Regions from separate parts of the Mus musculus genome. Here region 1 is linked to region 2. A link is a contact called in public HiChIP or PLAC-seq data. All regions are on one chromosome and are shown on one strand. Each heading gives the region's core, a stretch centred on a gene start, on an enhancer-like site or on the middle of the called end of the contact. The rest is flanking DNA. Distances are from core to core; before and after follow the strand shown.

Region 1 (6,965 bases), core at 221-2,720, 89 kb after region 2:
TCTGGATGCTGGGAATCAAACGGGTTCTCTGAGAGAACAATCTGCACTCTTAACCACCGAGCCAGCTCTTCAGTCCCCGACTTTCCTTCTAAACCTGTTTTTCAATCCTACTTATGGAAGAATCTAGAGCGGTTTTCTCCAAAGAATGAATTGGGGGGGGGGGGGGTAAGGTAACCTATAACAGAAGTGCCTAGGGCAGAGACCCGAGTCCCAGCTAGTTAAGTTAAAAAAAAAAAAAAAAGTTTGTCTACTGTGTCTAGAGACTGCCCAGGAACCTGTATTTTTAACCATCTGTTCTCAAAAATTCTCATTTGGCCGTTGTGAACCTGTATTTTTAACCATCTGCCCTCAAAATTCTCATTTGGCCGTTGTGAACTGTGAAACTCTGTAAAACCCACTTTCCCCCTAAGCTGGGATCAAACGTCTTACGATCACCCGGGGGTCACACTCAAACCTTACACAGGTTGACCTCATAGGCAGGATGGGCTGCGATATACCGACACCCGTCGGGTGGCTTTGACTTTTAAGCATACAAATTCCAAAGGAGGGGAGGGGAGGGGTGCCACAGTCAAACTTTCCCGTACTATTCCCCCTTCGAAGACTCCCTGCCGTTCTGGCGAAGAATCAAGCCTCAGTCCCGGGCTTGGAAGGGGCACGGAAAACGGCGGGTGATCTGTAGGGTGGGCAAAGCATCTCCTGGAAACCGTCGCGATGGATGGCAGAGCAGCGGAGTCGATGACCTCCAACCTGCGAGGCCTCCAGGCGCCAGGCAAAAGGCCACCCTTGCCTTTTACATTCCCAGCTTGGGTGGGATGAGGGGCTGGGGCAAGGTAAAATGAGAAAGGGTCTAAATATAAACTTCTCGCCAACTCTATGCCTCGATGGCTCTTGGAAGCTTCCAGTCAGGGCTAGGCCCTGGGTCCTGGCCAGGTCCCTGGAGGGTGGGGGGTTGGGGGGCTGGGGGTAGGTTCACTGCAGAGAGAAACTTCGTTCCAAGGCTGTGGTCTCCCGGCTGGAGAGGAAGGGGTTCGAGGCCCGCAGCTGCGCCCTGCTCCCAGGCTGCGGACCCCCCCAGGCTCGGCCGGAGGGGCTCTCACCTCGGCCCACCCGGCCTTCCAGAGGGTCCTTGCGGAAGTGGATCCCGTGCACGTCCACATGCGCCTCGCCGCCTGCGTTCACTGCCCAGATGACGCTCTCCGGCAGTCCGGCCCCGGCGGCGCCGACCACGCCGAGCCCCGGACCCCGGAGCTTCGGTCCCAGCAGCAGCAGCAACAGAAGCAGCCGGAGAAGCGCCACAGCGGTTCCCTCGGCTCCCCGGGGCCTCAGCATGGCGGCCACCACGGCGGGGGCAGCCCCTGCCGACCCTCGTCCTCGGCCGGCCGCCCCCAACTCAGGAGAACAGCGCAGCGGACCGTTCTGCCTCGGCAACCCGGGACATGTCGCTCTCAGGGCCTCCTCCTCCTCCTCCTCCACCTCCTCGGCCTTGGGGCGCCGCCTCCCACCTCGGGAGCAACCTACCCCGACGCCCAGCCCTCAGCCCGGAGCGCCTCAGCCAATCAGAGGGAGGCCCTCATGAATTACCCACCACCCCGCCGAGAGCGGCCGCGCCATTGGCTGGTGCGTCCGGGGAGGGGAGTGGCCGCGCCTAGGCTCCGGCCCAACCACGGGGCACGAGAAGGAGCGCGCGCCCAGGGAGGGAGTTCGGTTGAAGCGGCGGTTCCATGCGGAAGTGGCGGGTGCAGCGCCCAGGCCGCCCCGGAATCCCACAGTCGACTGGGAAAGGTGGCCTGGGCCGGGGAAGGTTTAGAGAAGGGCGCACTGACACGTCGCCAACACTTCCGGTGCTCTAGAGCTGGGGACCGAGTCAGCTCAGAAGGGGGCGTTGCCGCCTTTTCCATCCCTCCTCCTTCAACTCAGAAAGCAAGAGCCCAGGCTCTTGCAAGCCGAGCGATGGTTTGTCCCCGGGTGGAGCATCGGGGCCCGTCTCTCCCTTGGATGCCATGTGAACAGGTGGCGGGACACGCGAGTCCCGCGAGGATACGGTCCCCACCGTCACCCCTTAGCAGGCGCTTGGTGTGTGGTAGCGTCCAGGAGGCCGTCCAATCAGAATGCTCCAACGCAGCGGAAACGCGTGGCTGTTAGGGGGAGGGGGCTCCAGGGTGCCTGCGTCTCCATGGCGACGGTCCCTGGCGGGCCTGGAAACCTAAGTGGAGCTAGGGGCTTCCTCCTCCTCCTCCTGCTGGGGACCACTGGCACGACCCGAGCTCCCTGCTTTGGCATTTCACACAGCGCTCTTCTGCGTTATTGTCCATGCCCTTGGGTATCTGCCTCAACTCCCATTTTTCCGACCCAGCCAAGCGGGGGAAGTGGAATCATTTGTTCCATAAGTACTTATCCTGTCCATACAGATAATGCGGACAAAACATGGAAAGCCCGGTTGAATTTGATTTTTGAGGTTCAGAAAAAGGAACATAAAACAACTCTGGGCGCGCTGACGCCAGGTGACGCGTGCCTGTATTCTCAGAGGTTAAAGCAGGATGATTACCGGGAGTTTTAAAAGGCCAGCTTGAGCTCCAAGAGTGCGATCCTGTCTCTATAACAATAAATAGGAGGCTGGAAAGATGGCTCGGTGTCTAGAGCGCTAGCTGCTTTGGCAGAGAACATGGGTTTTTTTACCCCCAGTCCCCTTAAGGCTGCTAAGGATGTGGGGGCCCAAAGGCCAGGAGGTCGTGGCACATGCCTTTAATCCCAGCACTTGGGAGGCAGAGGCAGGCGGATTTCTGAGTTCGAGGCCAGCCTGGTCTACAAAGTGAGTTCCAGAACAGCCAGGGCTATACAGAGAAAAACTAAAAAAAAAAGAAGGGGTCGCGGTTTTCTGACCTTCATTGTGTGTCCGTGACACGTAGACATACAGGTATTAAAGCCCCTGCTTGGGACTGCCAAGATCCAGGTCAAAGTTTTCTCTAAATCCGCAAAACTCTCTCAGGACAGGTGACCTTCATAGAGTGACAGGAGCTACAGTCTGGGGCTGAGCCCGAGATGGGCTCCGTTCCCCTCTCAGTGGCTTCCCAGTTCTATCATCCATTAGAGCTTTGAGCCTTTGCTGACCCAAACACCATCCATCTACTCAGAAAATTCTCTCCCTAGCCCTGCACCTCTCTCCTCTGGGAAACCAGGGTTGAGCTGAGCACGGTTCCTTCCTACCCTGGAGGTGCATTCCCAGACTTTGACTCTGTCTCTTGCTAAGTTGTCCAGACTGGCCTCAAATTTGTGATCCTCCTGCCTCAGCTTTCCGAGTAGCTAAAACAGCAGGCTGGTGCTACCTTGCCCAGCGAAAACAATATGCTTGTTATGGAAAAATGCAGGTAACACGGAAGAGAACTTGGAAAAAAAAAAAGAAGAAGAAGCCATCCAAAAGCCAAGCTTAGGACTGTAGCCAAGACAGGGCCCTGACAGCAGGTTCTCCACAGCCATCCGTTCCCACACACTTGAATCTCATATCCACCTCAGAAAGCTAAAAAACAGGAAATGTTCCCCCCGTTTTATGGATGAGAAACTTAAAAAGTTGAAGATGGTGAAGTAACCTGTATAGAACCACACAACAGTATTCAGCTTCCAGCCCACGTATGCTGTGAGGCTGGCTACCTGTGAGTGAGGCCATATTTGATGCAAATGAACGGTGTCTCTTATGTTACCCGGGTAAAGGAATTCACCTCTCTGTGCCTCAGTTTCCCCCTCTCTGATACAAAATATTTGTACATATGTCCTAAGACTGTGTGACATAAAAGAGATAAATTTTAAGGGAAGAGAATTTTTAAAAAAAGCTTTTGGAAAAGTCATTTCTTTGTAAGCAGAAGGTAGGGGGGAGGCACATAGGTACACGCCACAGCTTGGCTGTAGAGGTCAGAGGACAACACTAGTTAATGAGTTTCATCATCACCTTGGGTCGTCAGGCTCAGCAGCAAGCGCTTGTACACCCTAGGCTGTCTTACTGCCTCTTCTTTTTGTTTTAGTTTTAGATGAAGCCAGGCCAGATGAACTCAGGAAGTCTGTAGCTGAGGACGGCAGTCAGTCCCTGTGCCTGCTGGGCTACCGTGCCAGCCCAAGAGCATTCTGGGACTGCGGAGCACATGACTAAATGTCAATAAGTAAGTCTTAAGTGTTTGGGGGGTCACCGAGACTTGGATTCAAAGGCTGATTCTACTTTTTAGAGCTATGTGGAACTTGGGGAGCCCTTTCTCCCCTCGGAGCCCACAGCTTCCTCATCTGATAGATGTAATTAGAATACCCACATGTAGGACTCTCAGAATCCCTTAGCAGAGGGCCTGGCTCATAGATGGTGTTTAGTACACAGTAGCTATTAATCATACAAGAAGAAGTAATTATAACATGTCATGCTGGCAATCTAATAGTAGTGAACACCCCAGGCTAACGAGTTAGGGAAAAACCCTTCTACCCCAGGGAGGGAAAAGCCAACAGGAACCTGAGTTCAAAAGTGGAAAAGCAGAAAGCAGCTGTTCCTGAGTCCCCAGAGGCAACTTCACCTTGACCCACAAACCCGAAAAGAGGCGTGTCTTCCGGTCGAGATAAGAATCCCAAGAACAAAGCATGCTATTAATTAAGCACAGTCTATTTTAAGTTAGTGGCATAATTTCCCGCCGAAGGAATAAGGAATGGCTCACAATAAAAGCTCAAGAAGGAAAACACAGAAGGCTGGGGGGGGGGGCGGCTTTGCCTCCTGCCTGGAGCCCTCTGATGCAGAGGTGGGTGGTCTGCTCCGCTCCCAAAGCCAAGTTTCTTCACCTAGGTTCTCTTCGAGCCAGAGGGATCAGAGCCACCCAGAGAGGCTGAGGACCTGCCCATGGCACCTCAGCTTCCAGTCAGTGGGAAACTACCTGGGTCTTCAGCAGCAGCAGAAAGGAGGCTGGGCTGGCCGGCCTCTGCTGCCCTGCAGAGGATAGAACTCACAGAAGAGGCTGATAGGCCAGTGTGACTAGGGATGGGAACTTGGGCAAGTGGCTTCCCACCATGCCTGGTTTTCCTCTTCTGAGAAGTTAATTATCTCTAAGCTCACCACAGACTTCTGATAACCGATTTTAACTGTGTTAACTGATAAGAATGCATTGGATTTTTTTTTTTTTTTTTTTTTTTAAAGAAAGGATCCTAATTCCAGCACTTGGGAGGCAGAGGCAGATGAATTTCTGAGTTCGAGGCCAGCCTGGTCTACAGAGTGAGTTCCAGGACAGCCAGGACTACACAGAGAAACCCTGTCTCGAAAAACAACAACAACAACAAAAAAAAAAAAAAAAAAAAGAAAGAAAGAAAGAAAGAAAGAAAGAAAAAAAGAAAGGGTCCCATGTATCCCAGGCTGAGCTCAACTTGTTCTGCAGTTGAGGGTGACTTTGAACTCCTGCCTTTCACCTCTGGAGTGCTGGAACTGCAGACACACTCCACCACTGTCAGTTTCCAGAGTGCTGGGGATAGAACCCAGGGCTTTGTGAGTGTGAAGAAAACACCTCAACCTACCTAGCTGGGTCTGTGCACCCAGCACAGAGGGCAAGCTTGCTTGCTTTTTTTTTTTTTTTTTTTGTACTTGGGGGCAGGGTCTTGCCTGTAGCCCAGGCTGGCCTGGAACCTGTGACCTCCTGTCTCACAGCCTCCTATATGCTGAGATCAGAGGAGTTTGCTGTCACCTGTCCCTGTACCACAGGACACTCCCGTTAGGAGAGCTTAAAGCTGTGGTGTGGGCTTCAGTCCTTCTAAGACAAGAGGGAGACCTTTAAGCCTAGCTCAAAGAAAATCTCAGGCAGAGAGAACTGTATGTGTAAAGGTTTTGAGCCACACTCTCTAAGCACCATGCACGGGCTCGCTCTTTCTTTTCTTTTCTTTTCTTTTCTTTTCTTTTCTTTTCTTTTTTTCTTTTTGAGGGTATCACTATAAAGCCTTGGCTGGCTTTGAACTCACAGAGATCTGCCTGCCTCTGCCTCCCTAATGGCCCTTCCTTCCTTCCTTCCTTCCTTCCTTCCTTCCTTCCTTCTATCTGTATGCATAACTGTAGGTACATCATGTTTGCCTGGTGCCTTCAGAAGTCAGAAGAGGGTGTTGGATCCCCTGCAACCGGGGTTACAGACGGTTATGAGCCCTTATGTGGGTGCCAGATAACCCAAGCCCTGGCCCTGTACCCAGGGCCTGTACAAGAGCAGTAAGTGCTCTTAACTGTGGAGTCATCTGTCCAGCCCCTAAAGGAGCTAGTTCCTTGTAACTGCCCACCCATAAACTGGGTATGGCTAATAATCACGAATGAGGCTAAAGGAAGGCCTATTAGTTCTCCTGGCATAGCTGTGACCAAAATGCCAGATGGAGTAACGCCAAGTAGAAAAGGTATAATATAGTCTGGCTCGTGGTGATGGGGGTTAGCCATGGTTGCTTAGCCCCACAAATTTTGGGACACCATCATAGTCTAGGGAACGTGGTGTGTTGACAAGCTTCCTCACCCTGTGGTGGAAGCAGGAAGCAGGGAAAAAGAATACAGAATGGACTATGCGCCCCCCCCGCCCCGCCCCCCGCCCTGAACTACTTTCTATTGCCCCGCCCCCAATTCCCATCACTTCCAGAAGAAGGGCTGCCAGCAGGCAGGACCAAGTGTTGTATATCCTGTGGGGAGCATTTTCTATTCCAACCCAAACTCAGAACCCGGTCCTCATTCTACAAGCGATAGTGGGCCGGAAGCAGGATCAGGTGACAGACACCTCCGCAAGGAGTGCGGGGACAGCGCGCGTGTGCAATCTGAACCTGCCAGGTACCTTGCAGGACCCTGAGGTCTGAACTATTTCCAGACATTTGAGCCAGAGCCCAGATTTGAGTGAAGATGAGTTCGTCACTGCCAACGGGAGGTTCCTGTGCGGGTGTTAATCCCACTGGGGCTGGAGAGATGGGTCAGTGGTGAAAAGTTCTCGAGGCTCTTG
Region 2 (6,707 bases), core at 3,884-6,383:
GCGCACGCGCGCGCACACTCTCACACACACACACACACACACACACTATATACATTTAGAAAGACAGTATCCTTTTTATTTACTAATTTTTTTTCCCATCACACAACACCCAATTATTTTCTGTAGTCATCCTATTAGGGTTTAGTAATTTTGGGCTTCTTATGCTCTGATTTTGTCAGAGATTTGAGTTGTTAACCTTTTATTTTCTCTCGGATTGAGCTCTCTTAGGGCCAGCAGATAAAAGCCTCTGTTGTACCAGCCTGGAAATGCAGTCAGATCCCTGAAACACGTGTAAAAGTGGAAAGAGAATCATCTATGCAGAGTTTTCCTCTGATCTCACATATACAATGACGTGCCCACATACACATAAACATTCCCTGCCCCCCAGTGCCTAGCTATCATCTATCATCCATCCATCAATCCATCTGTCTGTCCGTCCATCTATCTCCCCTGAAATAAATTTGTTTTAAAGATAAACATTAAAAGTTGAAATACTTAACTAGTTTCTTTCTACCACATGCTGCCATATTATTTCCAGACAATTGCACCAGTTTAGGTTTGCACAGATTTTAATGGTAACATAGTTACCATATAGGTGGACCTCCTGGTTAACAGTGAGGAGACTGGGGCCCAGCCTCCACACTGCACAGCTTGCTGCAACAGAGTTTGATTGGAGTGGCTAAGCTGCTGCTCCTGTGTATGATGTCTTTACACTTGAATGCATTTTCTGTAGGAAGTAAATCATGGTGCCTCTGGTTACACTTGAAGTTGGACTGAGTGGGTAATCTCTTCTCTCTTCTAGGTAAAGTGTGTTACTTCTTTATTTACTAAAATTCAGCTTTGAAACTATCTTAATACATCTAGGCTTTTCTCTGTGCTGAAAGCTTCTTGTTCTGGCTTGGTTGAAAGTCCTTTTTTAAAAACTGGAAGGGGCTGGAGAAATGGCTCAGCAGTTATAATCTCTTGCAGAGGTCCTGATTTCAATTCCCAGCAGTCACATGGTGGCTCACAACCATCTCTAATGGTTCTGACTGCATTTCTCTGACTCTAGATGTGCCTGCTCTGACATGGCACATCCCGCAGCCATGGGATCTTAGGACGTGGCTGTCGCTAACTGCTTCCATTGCTGTGTTGTTAACAGCATCAATGTCATTCCTTCTTATTGCTGGGCAGTTTTTCTGGCTGGCTGGGCTGCTGTTGGCTGCTGTGAATAGTGTTGCTGCAAGTGCTTGTGGGCAGTCAGGGTTGATGTGAGTGTGTGTTCTCATGCCTCACGAGTAGTAGAAATACTGGACGACTTGGTAATTCTTTGACTTAATGGTTTAAGAAAAGCCACGGGTTTCAAGGCGTCTATGCCACTTGGCCCGGCTGCTAGCATTGTAAGAGTTTGTCCATTCTCTCACCAACAGTTCTCCTTTGAGTGCTTTTTTCAGTTTTTTCCTTACTCTCTTATTTTAACTATGATTCTCCCATTTCCCTTCTCCCTCTTGCTCCAGCCCCACTCCGGCCCATAGGTTTTTTTTGTTTGTTTGTTTCTCATTACTGATGGTAGTGAGCCACCATGTGGTTGCTGTGATTTGAACCCAGGACCTCTGGAAGAGCAGTCAGTGCTCTTAACGCTGAGCCATCTCCCCAGCCCCTGTTTTCTTCATTTTTACTATATGATAAGGTATATCATAAGCTCTGCTATGACTTCCATACCTGTGTATCATTGTTTCACCACAGTCACGCACAAACACATTCCTATTCCTCCCGCCCCGTGGGCTCTCGTCCTCTCCCAGACAGTCCTTTTCTGCTTGTGTGTTTTTCTTCTTGGTGTCACTGCTGTCCAGTTTGGACTCAGTGCGTAAGGAGGCATGTCTCTGTTGGGTGACTGTGCCCAGCATGGAGATTTCCACTTCTGCCTGGTTTATGTAATGATGCCCTTTCTTTTGTTGTTGTTTTTGTTGTTTTGTTTTGTTTTGTTTTTCCAGACAGGATTTCTCTGTGTAGCTCTGGCTGTCCTGGAACTCACACTGTAGACCAGGTTGGCCTCTAACTCAGAAATTCGCCTGCCCCTGCCCCCCAAGTGCTGGGATTAAAGGCATGTGCCACCAGTGCCCGGCTGTCATTTCATTTTTTATGCTAAATAAAGCATGTGTGTCTGTGTCACATTTTAGAAATGTATTTGTCCAGATGGGCAGTAGTGTTGCACACCTTTAATCTCAGCACTTGAGAGGCAGAGGCAGTTGGATCCTTGAGTTCAAGAGCATCCAGTGCTACACAGAGAAACCCTGTCTTTAAAAATAGAAAAATAGATCTATTGATCCAATGAGTAACATGTAAGAAGATGTGTGACTTGCATGTCGCCACATAGCAAACACTGTTGTAAGGGTGTTAGTGCTGACCACACAGCCGGAAACTGAGCTAATGCTGGGATTCTGTCTCAGTCCAGAGTCAATGTCATTGTCACCCCCCTTCCTCTCTTAATCTAGTGGGTATAGGTGGTGTCTCATTATGACGTTGATTGGTGTTTCCTCGTGGCTTATGGTGTCCAGCTCTTTTCATGTGTTTATCTGTCATCATGTAGAGTCTTTGGTGAAATGTCTGTTGAGAATCCCCTGCCCTTCCCCCCACCCCCAGCTCTGAGGGTCAAGTGTAGAGCCATGAGCATGCCATACTTATTCTGAGCCTCTCTCTCTCCCCCTCTTCCTCTCCTTCTCCCCCCACCCCTCTCTCTCTCCTTCTCCCCCCACCCCTCTCTCTATCTCTATTTTTATTTTCTTAGTGTTGAATTTAAGAGTCCTTCACATACTATGAAGATGCCTTTATCAGATAAGTGCTTGCAGAACGTTCCACATTTAAGTCTCTGAATTTTTCTTTTTATTTTCTATATATTTATAGTTCGTATGTTTCCTGATGGACTGACCTTTATAAAATATCCCTCTATTACCTGTGGCACACCACCCCTTCGGAAAACCTCTTTCTCCAGAAATATTTACATTGCAACTTATAACAGTAGCAAAATTACAATTATGAAGTAGCAGTGAAATAATGTTGTGGTTGGGGTCACCACAGCATGAGGAGCTGTGTTAAAGGGTGGCAGCATCAGGAAGGCTGGGTGCCACTGTCTCTGCTTTCTTAAAGTTTCTTTGTTAATATCTTACTGAGTCTGCTAGAATACCCATTCAAAGTCTTTTTATTTTATAGTTTTAGAGAGCTTGTTAAATATCTCTGAGTGAAGCCCCAGTGGTGGATTTAGAGAGACATGTGGGGACTATGTGTGGATGTGGGGAGTGCACACGAACGCAGTTTCACAGCTCTTCTCCTGGAGCTCCCGAATGAGACTCACAGCACCCTTGAGTGTAAAATGCTCCAGCGTATGTATGGTCGGAGGCCACCTCACCGTCTGGCTGTTGACCCCTCTGTTATTCCTGACCTAGGTCTTAGACACAGCATGGTTGTCGACTGAATACAGACTCTGTGTCCTAACTGTTCAGCACATTCTGTCAGACCTAAGGCAGCCTTGGGCAAGCCCAAGCTCTCCTTGTCTACTGCACACAGTGCAGGGTTTGCAAAGCAGCCCTAGGTCTCTGCTCAGGAAAACCTTTGAATCTAAAGAGTAAGTTGAGTTCTGTTCATAGAGTGAGGATGTTTTGAGGCCAGCCTGGTCTACGAAGTAAGTTCCAGGACAGCCAGGGGTATACAGAGAAACCCTGTCTCGAAAAACCATAAATAGATAGATAGATAGATAGATAGATAGATAGATAGATAGATAGATAGATAAAAGAGTGAGGATGTAGCTGAATTTAGAACACTTGACTTGCCAACCATGTATAATACCCTGATTTTGAGGGTTTATTAAATTATTCATTTTGGCTTATGTATGTGATGCCTGTGCATGTTTGTGTGGGTGTGCATAACGGTAGCGTCCTCCTCAACAGCCCTCCAAACCTTACTTTGTGAAATGATGTCCCTCACTGAGCCTGGGGTTCACTGGGTCAAGTAGGCTGACTGACGTCAGCACTAAGGATCCTCCTGTGTGCAACCAGCACTGGGTTCTACACTGTGCCGCTGCATCTGGCTGTGCTCTGGGCCTCCTGCTTGTGTGCTGTGCTGACTGAGGCATCTTCCCTACCTTAGCTGAATACCATTCTATTCCTTTCTTACAAAAAGCACAAACCCTAAATAAAGCCTTACTAAGACATTGAGAGTGTGTTGAACAACTTCCTGCTATCGTGTCATGATAGACTCTTGTACATGGCATGAAGTGTGGTATTTGACACTAATTAGTTGACTTGAACTCCGTCCAGCTCAGCATACCACCACGGTGTCATGTAAAAGGCTGCTGACTTGATAACCTGTCTGGAATATGGCAGCATGTGTACAGCTCATCTAAAGCAGACATCAGATGGGAGGAGAGGCTGCAGTAGCTGAGTTTATGTGGTGCTCTGAAACCTATCCTTAGCACACTAGTGCATGAAAAACTGTGTGCACTGTGTTAGTCCTTCTTTAAAGATGGCGCAGTGGAGCTTGGCATGGTGGTGCACGCTTTTAATCCCAGCACTTGGGAGGCAGAGGAAGGCAGATTTCTGAGTTCAAGGCCAACCTGGGCTATAGAGTGAGTCCCAGGACAGCCAAGGCTACACAAAGAAACCCGGTCTCAAAAAAAAAAAAACAAAAAAAGAAAAAAAGAAAAAGAAAAAAAAGAAGAAGATGGCTCAGTGGGAAAGACCCCTTGCTATGAAAACAGAAGGATCTGAGTTCACATCTCCCACACACATGTAGAACTGCATGTGGCTACAGTAACACTAGGGTTAGGTGATGGAAAAATACAGATTCAGCCAGCTTAGCCCAGACAGTCTGATCCAGTAATAGATCCTGTCTCAAAAATGCCTCCACAGATGCTCACATGGGTGTATATTCCTGCATACAGCGTACACCCCCCCCCCACACACACACACACGGAGGTGGGGGAGGCCGGGAGAGCTATAGTAAATGTATTTATTCATAGAGGATAAAGGTTCTAGGGCCTCTTGCTTTGTATCATCGTCGCCGCCGCCATCATCATCATTTTGCATATTTTGTATTGTGATTACCCCTCAGTTACTTTTCCTTGTTTAGGAAGTAGGTAAAGGTCAGGCAGCTGCGGTGAGATGGTGACTCAGCAGCTCTGAGCTGCTTAGACAGCAGAGAACTTTAAGATATCAGCAGGATGGGCTTTATCCAGACTCCTCTCCTTGGCCTGTGGGTTTGGTCTTCACATGTAGATGGTGCCTTCACTGGTCCTTCTCTCCTGACCGTGCAGACGGAAGGTCCATCTGTCTCTCCCTTTCCCTTGCCCACATCTGCTTATCTATTTCCCTCAATAGCATTTTAAGCTAGGTGTGGTAGTGCACACCTTCGGTCCTAGCACTTTCAGTGCAGAGGCAGGTGTACCTGGGAGTTCAACACCAGCTTGCTAGACCAGGCTAAAGCCTGCACAGTGATACCCTAAGAGGAGTAGAAGAAAGAACTATCTTACCTATAATACCTCTTTAAAAACTGTTTGCAAATACACTTACATGTTCAGGTCCTGTGGTTAAAACTGCAGATAGGAATCTTGTGAGTATACCATTCAGTCCCACATAGGTAGAGAGTGATATTACTGTCAGAGCACAATACACTCAATGATTTTGAAGAGGGATAGGATAAAATAACAAACAAACACACAGGGTTTCTTTGCTGTCTAGCCCAGGCTGTCCTCAGACTGGCCATTTCCTGTGTCTTCATCGTGAATGCTGACTGTGTGCATCACTGGTTGCATATTCATTCCCCTCTGGAAGCTTGACCTACTGCTGCTTCTCTTGAGTCATAGTTGGTATCAGTAGAAATGAAAACATTGGTCTAGGTCTTTTTTTTAAGACAGGATCTCACCACATAACCCTGGCTGGTTCACACTTTTGATGCAAACTTGGGGAATTCTCTTGCCTCGGCCTCCAGCTGCAGGGATTTTGGATACGTGCTTGCCTCTTTCTGTTGATCATTTTTTACTTCCGTCTTGTTTATGCATTTGTATGTGAGTAATTCTGTTTGTGGCAAATGTGGAAGACCTCTTAGTAGAGTTGATTGTCTCCCTTCATATTTGTGTGGATAAGACTCATAAGCTTTTGACCTGCTAAGCGTTCTCATAGCCCACATTGCTCATTTAAACATTCATTTCAGTAACCCAAATGTGCTCTTTGTTAAGCAAATAGCCAGGGTACGGTTTGAATGGAGTGTGTAGTAATAACATCTTGATGTAAAGGCATCATATCATGTTGTAGAGCAGAAATAAGATTAAGGTGGTGAGACAGGGCTGGGGTGATGGCGGGGGGTCATCTCTGCAGACAGAATAGACTGATCAATGGCTAGCCAAGCACTGGGCTGTCTGCAGAGTTAATAAGTTACCAGGTAAGTTAGGATAAAATTCCACAATTCACAGCCATCCTGGTACCTAAGACAGAAGTCTTCCCACAAAGGCAGTATTTAAACAGCTGAAGTCTGCTGTCAGCTGTGCAAGTGTACAGGCTGTGACTAGATCCCAACCCAGGCCCAGTGATGGAACAATGTAAAGTTGGAAAATAAGACCTCCCAGCATCAGGAGGCAGAGGCAGGCAGAATTAAGGCCAGCCTGGTCTATACAGAGGAACTCTGTCTTGGGGCGGGGCATGGGAAGGTGACTGCCTCCATAGCACCTCAGCTAAGAT

Evidence for each region. HiChIP or PLAC-seq counts read pairs in DNA pulled down with a chosen protein or histone mark.
Region 1: a contact with region 2 is called in an H3K27ac HiChIP or PLAC-seq map of microglia, with 4 times the contacts expected there. The contact joins the promoter of Mlec here to the enhancer-like site in region 2. A contact is called at or near these places in 6 of 115 datasets of contacts at active chromatin or transcription factors (the SCID.adh cell line, double positive thymocytes, embryonic stem cells and 2 more) and 3 of 9 other capture datasets (adipose tissue, liver and pancreatic islet).

What each region holds. Positions count from the first base shown.
Region 1 is chr5:115,156,706-115,163,670 of GRCm38.p6, forward strand. Mlec (malectin) reads right to left here and starts at 1,471. Exons shown (of 5, transcript NM_175403.3): 1 at 1,098-1,471. The coding sequence starts at 1,329. It overlaps Gm35465 (a long non-coding RNA gene), which reads left to right and starts at 2,794. Exons shown (of 2, transcript XR_387598.3): 1 at 2,794-4,148.
Region 2 is chr5:115,064,013-115,070,719 of GRCm38.p6, forward strand. All of the region lies in intron 2 of Sppl3 (signal peptide peptidase 3), which reads left to right. Among named protein-coding and RNA genes, the nearest start is that of Rpl37rt, 41 kb to the right of the region's middle. Within about 2 kb of position 5,134, at least 73 of the 459 cell types and tissues checked have an H3K27ac peak or open chromatin away from gene starts, as enhancers often do. A contact at or near this core is called in the SCID.adh cell line, microglia and pancreatic cancer cells, where this site is marked.